Linked DNA regions of Sus scrofa: all the other regions are linked to region 1. A link is a contact called in public HiChIP or PLAC-seq data. All regions are on one chromosome and are shown on one strand. The core of a region is the stretch at or near the end of the contact, and the rest is flanking DNA. Distances in the headings are between cores, read along the strand shown. Region 1 overlaps NEK7 (serine/threonine-protein kinase Nek7). Region 2 overlaps DENND1B (DENN domain-containing protein 1B). Region 3 overlaps PTPRC (receptor-type tyrosine-protein phosphatase C).

Region 1 (2,700 bases), core at 49-2,548:
CAGAACACTGTAAACCAGCTCTAATGGAAAAAATAAAAATCATTATATATATTAAAAAGCTAAATCTCTGTACCTGCAAGCACAGTTGTGCTTGTTGTTATTACATCTGTAGCAACTGACATGTCTTTATGGTTCAGTAGAATAAAAGGACAAGGGATGTTCACCCTCTTCTAGGGCCTGGGCAGTCAAAACCTTGGATGTGTGTTTGGGGACTGAACCCCGCTGACTCTATGAATTTTGTCAGGCCGGTGTGATTTAACTGAAAAGCTCATTCTGGAGTCTGATTCTAGAAAATTATCAGTTTTAACCACTAAAAATATTCCCCCCAGTGCCTTGAACTGATTTTTTTTTTTTTTAATGTGAAGAGAGGGCAAGGATTGGCTTTTTTGAACTAAATTTTAATTTGTTTTTAAAAATGTCACTGGAACATAAGCTCGTAGTTTTCATTCAAAGAAGGCACTTATTGATCTTGCACCATTCAGAAGGAAAGTAATTGTCTTTCAATTATCCGAGGCACTTCCTTTCATGAAAGCTTTTGTATAGAGGCAGCTTCTGTCATGCTTCCATTTCCAGAAGGCATTTATCTGCTCAGATTTAGGTCTTAATGTGACGATTAAAAGTCAGTCATCTGCCAATTAAAAATCATTCAGACTTATATACCCCTATATTTTAGGAAAATTGGGAAAAGTTTAATGTTTTGCTAAAGTTTATGCTTCTGAGCAACTCAAAGGGCCTTCCTTTTCACAGATTGGTGTGTACGAAGCTCTATCTACAGGTCAGGAACTGGTCGTGGCAGGCTTGTTCAGCGCAGCAAGCCAGTGAAAAGTGACAAGAGAGCAGAATTTAAAGGACTTTTCCTGATTTGACTCAAATTTTAGCTGTCTGGCTTTGGAGTAAGCATCTGTATGCGGCAAATGAAGTATTTACAGTTGGAAGTAAACTTTCCAAGAAAAGTTATCCAGTTTGATTTTGGAAATGGACCTAGGTTGGAAACTTGGTTCCCTATTTACTAGCTTCGTGAGGCATCTGTTAGGAAGGAATTTAGCTCCCAGTAACATCAGTGGCACAAACAAAAAAGGGTTTATTTTCATCACATGATGAGAATCTGGAAGTAGATGTGCTGGCTTGGGAGGAGCATCCAGTGATGTCAGGGCTGGCGTCTGTGACTGTTCTGGCCCTTTTCTGATGGAAAAACGTGCCTGCTCCTCGTTGAGGCGTCACATCCACGGGTGGGCAGCACAAAGGCCGAGGGACAGAAGCCGCTTTTAATGAGACAAGACCTCGTGCCCGTGTTGGCAAATCTAGGTCACAGGGTCAGTCCCTGCTGAAAGGCAGGCTGGGAGATGAATCATTTCCTTTTCAGCATCTGGGGTGGAGGCAGGCCAGGGAGAGGCTGAGAACGGACGTGGCGGGCCGGTCAGTCTAGTGTCTGCCTCAGTGGCCATGGGTGCCAGGGACCCCTTGAATAAACAAGCCCGTTTTCCCTCGGGGGTAGTAACAGAAACTGCTAAGGGGACACTTGGACCTTTATGAGCTGCTCAATCCCTACCATCTAGACAACAGTGTCTTACAGATGGAGTTGCTCAGAATTAATACATGAAGATTACTGTGGGAATTCATGAGCAGTGCGTAACCTATCGATGGGATCGACTCTTGTTCTCAGTATATGTAGGAATTAAGTATATTGATTTATTGTGCAGGTGTCTATAGAAGTTTCCACAACTAGATTATATTTGTCCTCTTTTGTGCTTAATCTTGAAGTTTCATTGTTTTCTTGACAATTAACATTTCTAGAAGAATTAGTGTGGTTTCTGTCTTCCTACGTAAATATTGCGACGGAGGTAAATAGGTGTATTTTTTACTGTGTTTACTGAAAGTGTATTGTTACTGTGATTTAATTAAAGTATAGTTAATTTACAATGTTGGGTTAATTTCTGCTGTACAGGAAAGTGACTGATTTTATATATATATATATTTTTTCTTTCCTATTAAGGTTTATCACAGGGTGTTTAATGTAGCTTCCTGTGCTATATGTATAGTAGGACCTTGTTTATCCATGCTATATGTAATAGTTTGCCTCTGCTAATCCCAAACTCCCATCTGTCCCCTCCCCCAGCCCCCCCTGCCGGGCAACCACAAGTCTGTTCTCTATGTCTATGAGTTTTTGTTTCATAGATATGTTGATATGTGTTGTCTTTTAGATTCCATGCATAAGTGATATATTGTGTGGTATTTGTCTTTCTGACTTACTTCACTTAGTATGATAATCTCTAGGTCCATCCATGCTGCTGCAAATGGCATTATTTTATTCTTTTTAACAGCTTTGTAATATTCCATTGTGTGTATATACCATACCTTCTTTACCCATTCATCTGTGGATGGACATTTAGGTTGTTTCCATGTCTTGGCCATTGTGAATAGTGCTGCAGTGAACATAGAGGTGCATGTGTCTTTTCAAATTACAGGTTTGTCTGGATAGATGCCCAGGAATGGAATTGCTGAATCATGTGGTAGTTCTGTTTTTAGTTTTCTTTAAATTTTTTTCTTTTAATTTTTTTGCTTTTTAGGGCTGGGCCTGCGGCATATGGAGGTTCCCAGGCTAGGGGTCGAATCAGAGCTGCAGATGCTGGCCTGCGCCACAGCCACAGCAACATCAGATCACATCAGCAACATCACAGCCTCACTTACAACCTACACCAC
Region 2 (2,708 bases), core at 62-2,561, 410 kb before region 1:
AGGACGAAGTTTTTACCATGGAAAGCGATGGCTCAAATTTCCCCCTGCCTTGCCACAGACGAAATGTCCTGCCTGACCTACTTCTCTTGCTCATCCTGGGGCCTGGACACAGTCATCACCCCGTTCTGATTCTGCAGATAAGACCAACAGTCTAGGAGACAAAGAACAAGAGGTAACAAATGTGAATCGCTGGATAACTTCACAGAACAGACTTCTCCAGCCAGACCGCTTGCTTCTGAACGTCTATGTTTACTTATGACTCTACATTTTGAGGTCTCTAAAAAAAAAAAAAAAAAAAAAATTAGAATGGCCTTTACTCTTTAAAAGAGAGCACTAAAAAACTGGACAGTGTTTGAAAGAGGAAAAACTGACATAGAGGACAGCTTCAGGGATTATGCCAGAACTCATGGGAGAAAAAAAAAAGAGCCAGGGGAAGAAAAAAAAAAAAAAAAAGAGAGAGAGAGAGAGACAGAGTTTAATCTGGTATCTCGCACAAATCTGATTCAAAAACTCCTGTCTCTAGTACCTAGTACTTAGAACAAAGTAGGCCATCAATTGATGTTTGTTGAATGGTTGAATGAATGAACAAACAAAATGGTCTCAATAAGAAAAGGGACAGATCTTTTAATAGGAAAGAAGATAGGCAAAATAGGTACAAATGGCTCTTTTTCGAATAGCATAAAATTCCATATTGATTCACAATGGACAAGTCCCTTCTTTATACCAAAGCAGACATACTAAACAAGGAAAATTCTCCTTTTATTCTGTACTTTCTCAAAGTTCAAAACTCAAGGTGTAGAGTCTTCAATTGTTTCTACAGGTCTAGGTCCTGATTTGTTCCTCCTTGATTACGGTATTAAGTACGTCGGTCCAAAGGCCAGAGGGCGTGAAGCTCCCTTCCACTGTGTCCTCTGCGTCATCCACCTGCTTCAGGGGCCCTGGACTGCTGGAGAAGGCCGCTCAGCGCTGCGAGAAGAGTTTTATAAAATACCCTGGCTTCTGGCAGGAAGATTAAACTGAAACTTAAAAATCCAGGCTGAGCATTATCTCCATCCGTTACATTAAAAATTTCATTACTCGGAGGCTATTTCTCATGGGTTCATGAGCACATTTCCTTTTCTGGGAGTGTGATCTGGAGTTTCGCTTAACAGTTCATGCTCCCTTTTGTGTGAGCTATATTAACATTCCATTTACAGCGAGTATTTAGACGTTTATTAATTTTAAGAGCTACTATTAAAAATATAACTGTAAAACAACCCTCTCTCTAGAGTTCAGCAGCTACAGATTCAAAGTTTTATTGCCACTGAAGAGTAAGGACACTGAGTTCAAAGAAAACAAAGATACTGTCTGATCTGATCCACTCATTCTGAGACCTGAGGCAATCAAAGGGGTTTCCCAATTCTTATACTTTAAATTGAAGGGATACAGTCTGGGTGTCACAGAGCTGAGGTCTGTACCGCTCCTCTCTAGCTTCCACACTCTCCTGGTCTTGTACACGTCTCCCATCTGACTGCTTCCCTTGTTTTCATTGTATCACTCAGTCTGAAAACAGCTTCCTCTTTTTTGTTAACTGCTGAGCACACACCCAAGCCTCTATTTCTCTGAATGTCTGTTGGAGACTTATTTCATAAATGAGATTTCTCAATACTAGCATTCATGCAAGACATCAAAAATCTGTTGAAAATCACTGGACTGCCTAATTACGCATTCAAAGGCCTATAATTCCCCTTAGTCTTTCTTGTTCCGTGGTACTGTCGCCCACTCTCAGCCCACCTCGCCCATCCCCAACCACATCCCAGGTGTCCCAACCACGCAAGCAGGTCTTGTGGGAGACACTGCCTGCTCCTGCAATCAGGGGTCAGCGGCACACCCATATACCTGCACCCTGACCACAGTGGGGGGCGGTGGGGGTTCCGACTCAGCCCTCTGCGGGGCCCACGCAGCTGGATCTGTGCACCACCACAGCCCTAGTCCTTACACAATGACTCTCAGATCCATAACAGCCATTTTCAAGAATGCAGGCTCCACTTCTGTCTCCCTCCTCCCATAAAAATAATCTAAAATGTACCCCCAGGAACCTGATTTATCAATCAATCAACCAATCAAGAGCTCCAAAACATATACTGACAAACAATGAACAGCAGGTCTTCTTAAAAAGCAGTGGCCATGCATCTAGCAACATTCCACCTGGAGGCGTGACAAACCTGCAGAGGCCCCTCGGAAGAAGGAGATGCTTGCGTTCATCTGGTTAGACCTGTGTGCCTCTACTGCTTCCAAGTATTACACAAAATTCCACTTAATCATTACAGCGAGCATACAGAGATTATCCTTCTTAGTTTTAAGGCCTTTCCTTAGCTAGACAAGACAGATATTCGCAGGGATAATAAGAACCTAATTTACTAAAGGTTGCAAGGCCTCTAGATTCCAATTAGGTTTAAACTGGTACATTTCAAAATAAGTATTTAGAATTCAGCTTTTAAAAAATAGAATGGCTGGGAAGTTCCCGTCGTGGCGCAGTGGTTAACGAATCCGACTGGGAACCGTAAGGTTGCTGGTTTGATCCCTGGCTTTGCTCGGTGGGTTAAGGATCCGGAGTTGCCGTGAGCTGCGGTGTATAGGTCGCAGACGCAGCTTGGATCTGGCGTTGCTGTGGCTCTGGTGTAGGGCAGTGGCTACAGCTCCGATTAGACCCGTAGCCTGGGAACCTC
Region 3 (2,700 bases), core at 25-2,524, 490 kb after region 1:
TCCATCCAAATGTTGTTAAAACGTCCAGAGGTTAACAATAATGATAGCACATGGGTCAGATTAAAATTCTTTTTGTGCAAAAAAGAAAGACTGGAAAGAAAAAAAAAAAAAGAAATGGTTGCCTTTTCTCCTTCCCATTAAAGAAAAATTAGCTAGTGGAATGAAACAGCAGCCTGGCATCTGCAGCGCCTTTCCCTTATGTTATAATAGAAATGTATTTAAAATTTAAATAGCATTTAAAATTTATGCACCCAGGTTATAGGTACCAGGTTTGTTTTTAGTGAAACGAGAACTCTCTCTTTCCAGCTCTTGTCCTACTTTACAATTATTGCGAATCATCTATGGACCTCTTTAGTTTTCAGTAGAGAGCAACATAGCAAGCAACTTTGGTCTCTCCCTCGAAATGCATGAGCATGACAATTAAAATGTAAAAACGAGGTAATTTTTCTTGTCTGCTATTTGAAACAACTGAGAATGAATGACAGAGCCATGAATAGCTTGGGAGCTTGTTTTGCCTCAGGAAATGTATCAACGGATTGGATCTGCCCAACAAATTCATTTACATCTGTAAGAACACCGTGCTGCCTACATGGCTGATTTTTCTCTTATTCTTATAGTCTTTATCTTTGCATGTTTATGATAGAAATAAGTTAATCTGTGCACAGGATAGAAAAGGACCAGGAGACCTCATCTTCCTCTTAAAATCAGAGACTGGTGAGGGGCTCTTTTATTCCTGTTGCTTTATTTTTAGATAGTGCTCTTGAATTTTCTTAGGCTCTTCACTGCTTACTGAGAGTCGAGTTTTGGTCAAAATGCTGTTTTATTTTGTTTGGTTTTCTCGTGTTCTAATGAGTAGCACTATTTCCTCTTTCTTGGAGGGTTGGGATTCCTAAAAAGTTAAAAAAGAAAGAGAAAAGGAAGAGGGAGACTACATGAATGGGCATCTTTATTAGTTGCACAGTAAGACAATTCTAGAGGAATAAAAAGACTCTAGAAATCACCTATGTTAATGCATCCATTTTACAAATGAAAAAACTGAAACTCAAGAACATCTAGGGACTTGTTCTGTCTTATACCCCCAAGGAGGGATCTTGGTCCAGAATTCCTCCTGTCCACACAAGGTACGTAGGCGTCTACCTGGCAAAATGAGGTGAGTATCAGATTAAATCTTCAGGGACAAGTTCTGACTCTAAACGCTACCTCCCATTCCTTTGGCCTAGATGTAGACTCTGATGTGTGTGGCTGGGTCATCCCTCGATGTCTTCAAACCTCAGTTCCCTGTTCAGTGAAGTGAACTGCTGATCCAGTTCCTCTTCTTGAGCATGCCTGGTATTTGGGGCTGGATAGCTGGGCTGCCTCTTGCATGGCAGGATGGTTCACCCACCTCCCTGGCCTTCGAAAGCTAGATGCAGCCGCAGCCCTAACCCCTTCTCCCCTCCCCCACCATCAGGACAACCAAATGTCCCTACAAGGGCAAACTTTGCCAGCCCTTGCCACCTTCCTCGAGAACCAGTGGTTAAGCTGAAATCATTTCTTTAGGACTCCTCCCGCAGCATTAATTGTACAAGTCTAGAGGACCAAGTTAACTCTTGGCTGGCTCAACAGGAAGGACCCACCAGACTATTTCTGACTTAAAAGGTCAGAAATAGTCACCGGTGAGATTTTTACTGTAGTCCTGAGTTAGTAAATATTGGAAAGGTTTAAGAAGATGTAACAAAGCAATATAAAAAAATTTACTGACTGTAAGGGGTATCTTTTTTTTTTTTTTTTTTAGGGCTGCACCTGCGGCATATGGAGGTTCCCAGGCTAGAGGTCCAATCAGAGCAACAGCTGTGGCCACAGCCGCAGCCACAGCCACAGCCACACTAGATCAGAGCTGCATCTGCAACCTACACCTCACGGCCATGCCAGATCCTTAGTCCACTGAGTGAGGTCAGGGATCGAACCCACAACCTCATGGTTCCTAGTTGGATTTGTTTCTGCTGTGCCACGATGGGAACTCCATTTTTTTATGTAACAATTATCCGTGTATTAATCCGTTGTCCTCCAAAGCACACCAACAATTCAGTTATTATTTCATAGATTAATAGGGACCTGCTGCACATCATAGGTTCCTCTCTGAGACCAATTTCAACTGTGAATGTTGTTTCTGATAAGATTTGCTGGAACAAGCATTAAGTGTTTCATGGCAAGAAGGGTCACAGATGTCTTTTCATTCCTTGCACATGGAAGAAATAGACACCTACTATCCTTAGTTTTTAAATTGAAAGATGTTTTTTCTTCCCTTTCTTTCCCTCTTCATCCCTATTTTTCCCCCAGTGCATCCAGATACATGCGGGTAGGATGTGAAAGCCTCATACAAGGCAGGGTAAGAACAGGAGCTACAAAGGGAGATCAGAAACTTGTTTAGCAACTGGTGCAGCTCTGCGTTCACAGGGCTACTTTTTTTGTCAGGCGTTGCTACAAGTTCCCCGAGGAAGTTTACTGACTGATGGTTTTACAAGAAATGCTTGTCATGGAGATGGAGGGAGGGGGGGCACACAAGGAAAGTTTACTTGCTGTAAAGTGGGAGCTGAGAGCTCACATAGGTTGGTTAGGTTCTGCCAGATGGAGATAAAAACTGACGCAGCCACATCCTGTGACTAGAAAGTTCTGTTAAAGCTGGCAGAACTCTATCAGGGAGTAGCTAGACAAAGGCAC

Evidence for each region. HiChIP or PLAC-seq counts read pairs in DNA pulled down with a chosen protein or histone mark.
Region 2: an H3K27ac HiChIP or PLAC-seq map of alveolar macrophages shows a contact between it and region 1. The contact joins two enhancer-like sites. A contact is called at or near these places in 1 of 47 Hi-C or Micro-C datasets (psoas muscle) and 1 of 2 datasets of contacts at active chromatin or transcription factors (alveolar macrophages).
Region 3: an H3K27ac HiChIP or PLAC-seq map of alveolar macrophages shows a contact between it and region 1, with 6 times the contacts expected there. The contact joins two enhancer-like sites. A contact is called at or near these places in 1 of 47 Hi-C or Micro-C datasets (epiblast stem cells) and 1 of 2 datasets of contacts at active chromatin or transcription factors (alveolar macrophages).

Annotation. Positions count from the first base shown.
Region 1 is chr10:21,003,708-21,006,407 of Sscrofa11.1, forward strand. All of the region lies in intron 1 of NEK7 (serine/threonine-protein kinase Nek7), which reads left to right. Among named protein-coding and RNA genes, the nearest start is that of NEK7, 38 kb to the left of the region's middle. Within about 2 kb of position 1,299, at least 24 of the 83 cell types and tissues checked have an H3K27ac peak or open chromatin away from gene starts, as enhancers often do. A contact at or near this core is called in alveolar macrophages, where this site is marked.
Region 2 is chr10:20,595,225-20,597,932 of Sscrofa11.1, forward strand. The region is part of intron 2 of DENND1B (DENN domain-containing protein 1B); the gene reads right to left. Among named protein-coding and RNA genes, the nearest start is that of DENND1B, 39 kb to the right of the region's middle. Within about 2 kb of position 1,312, at least 11 of the 83 cell types and tissues checked have an H3K27ac peak or open chromatin away from gene starts, as enhancers often do. A contact at or near this core is called in alveolar macrophages, where this site is marked.
Region 3 is chr10:21,498,322-21,501,021 of Sscrofa11.1, forward strand. All of the region lies in intron 2 of PTPRC (receptor-type tyrosine-protein phosphatase C), which reads left to right. Among named protein-coding and RNA genes, the nearest start is that of PTPRC, 17 kb to the left of the region's middle. Within about 2 kb of position 1,275, at least 14 of the 83 cell types and tissues checked have an H3K27ac peak or open chromatin away from gene starts, as enhancers often do. A contact at or near this core is called in alveolar macrophages, where this site is marked.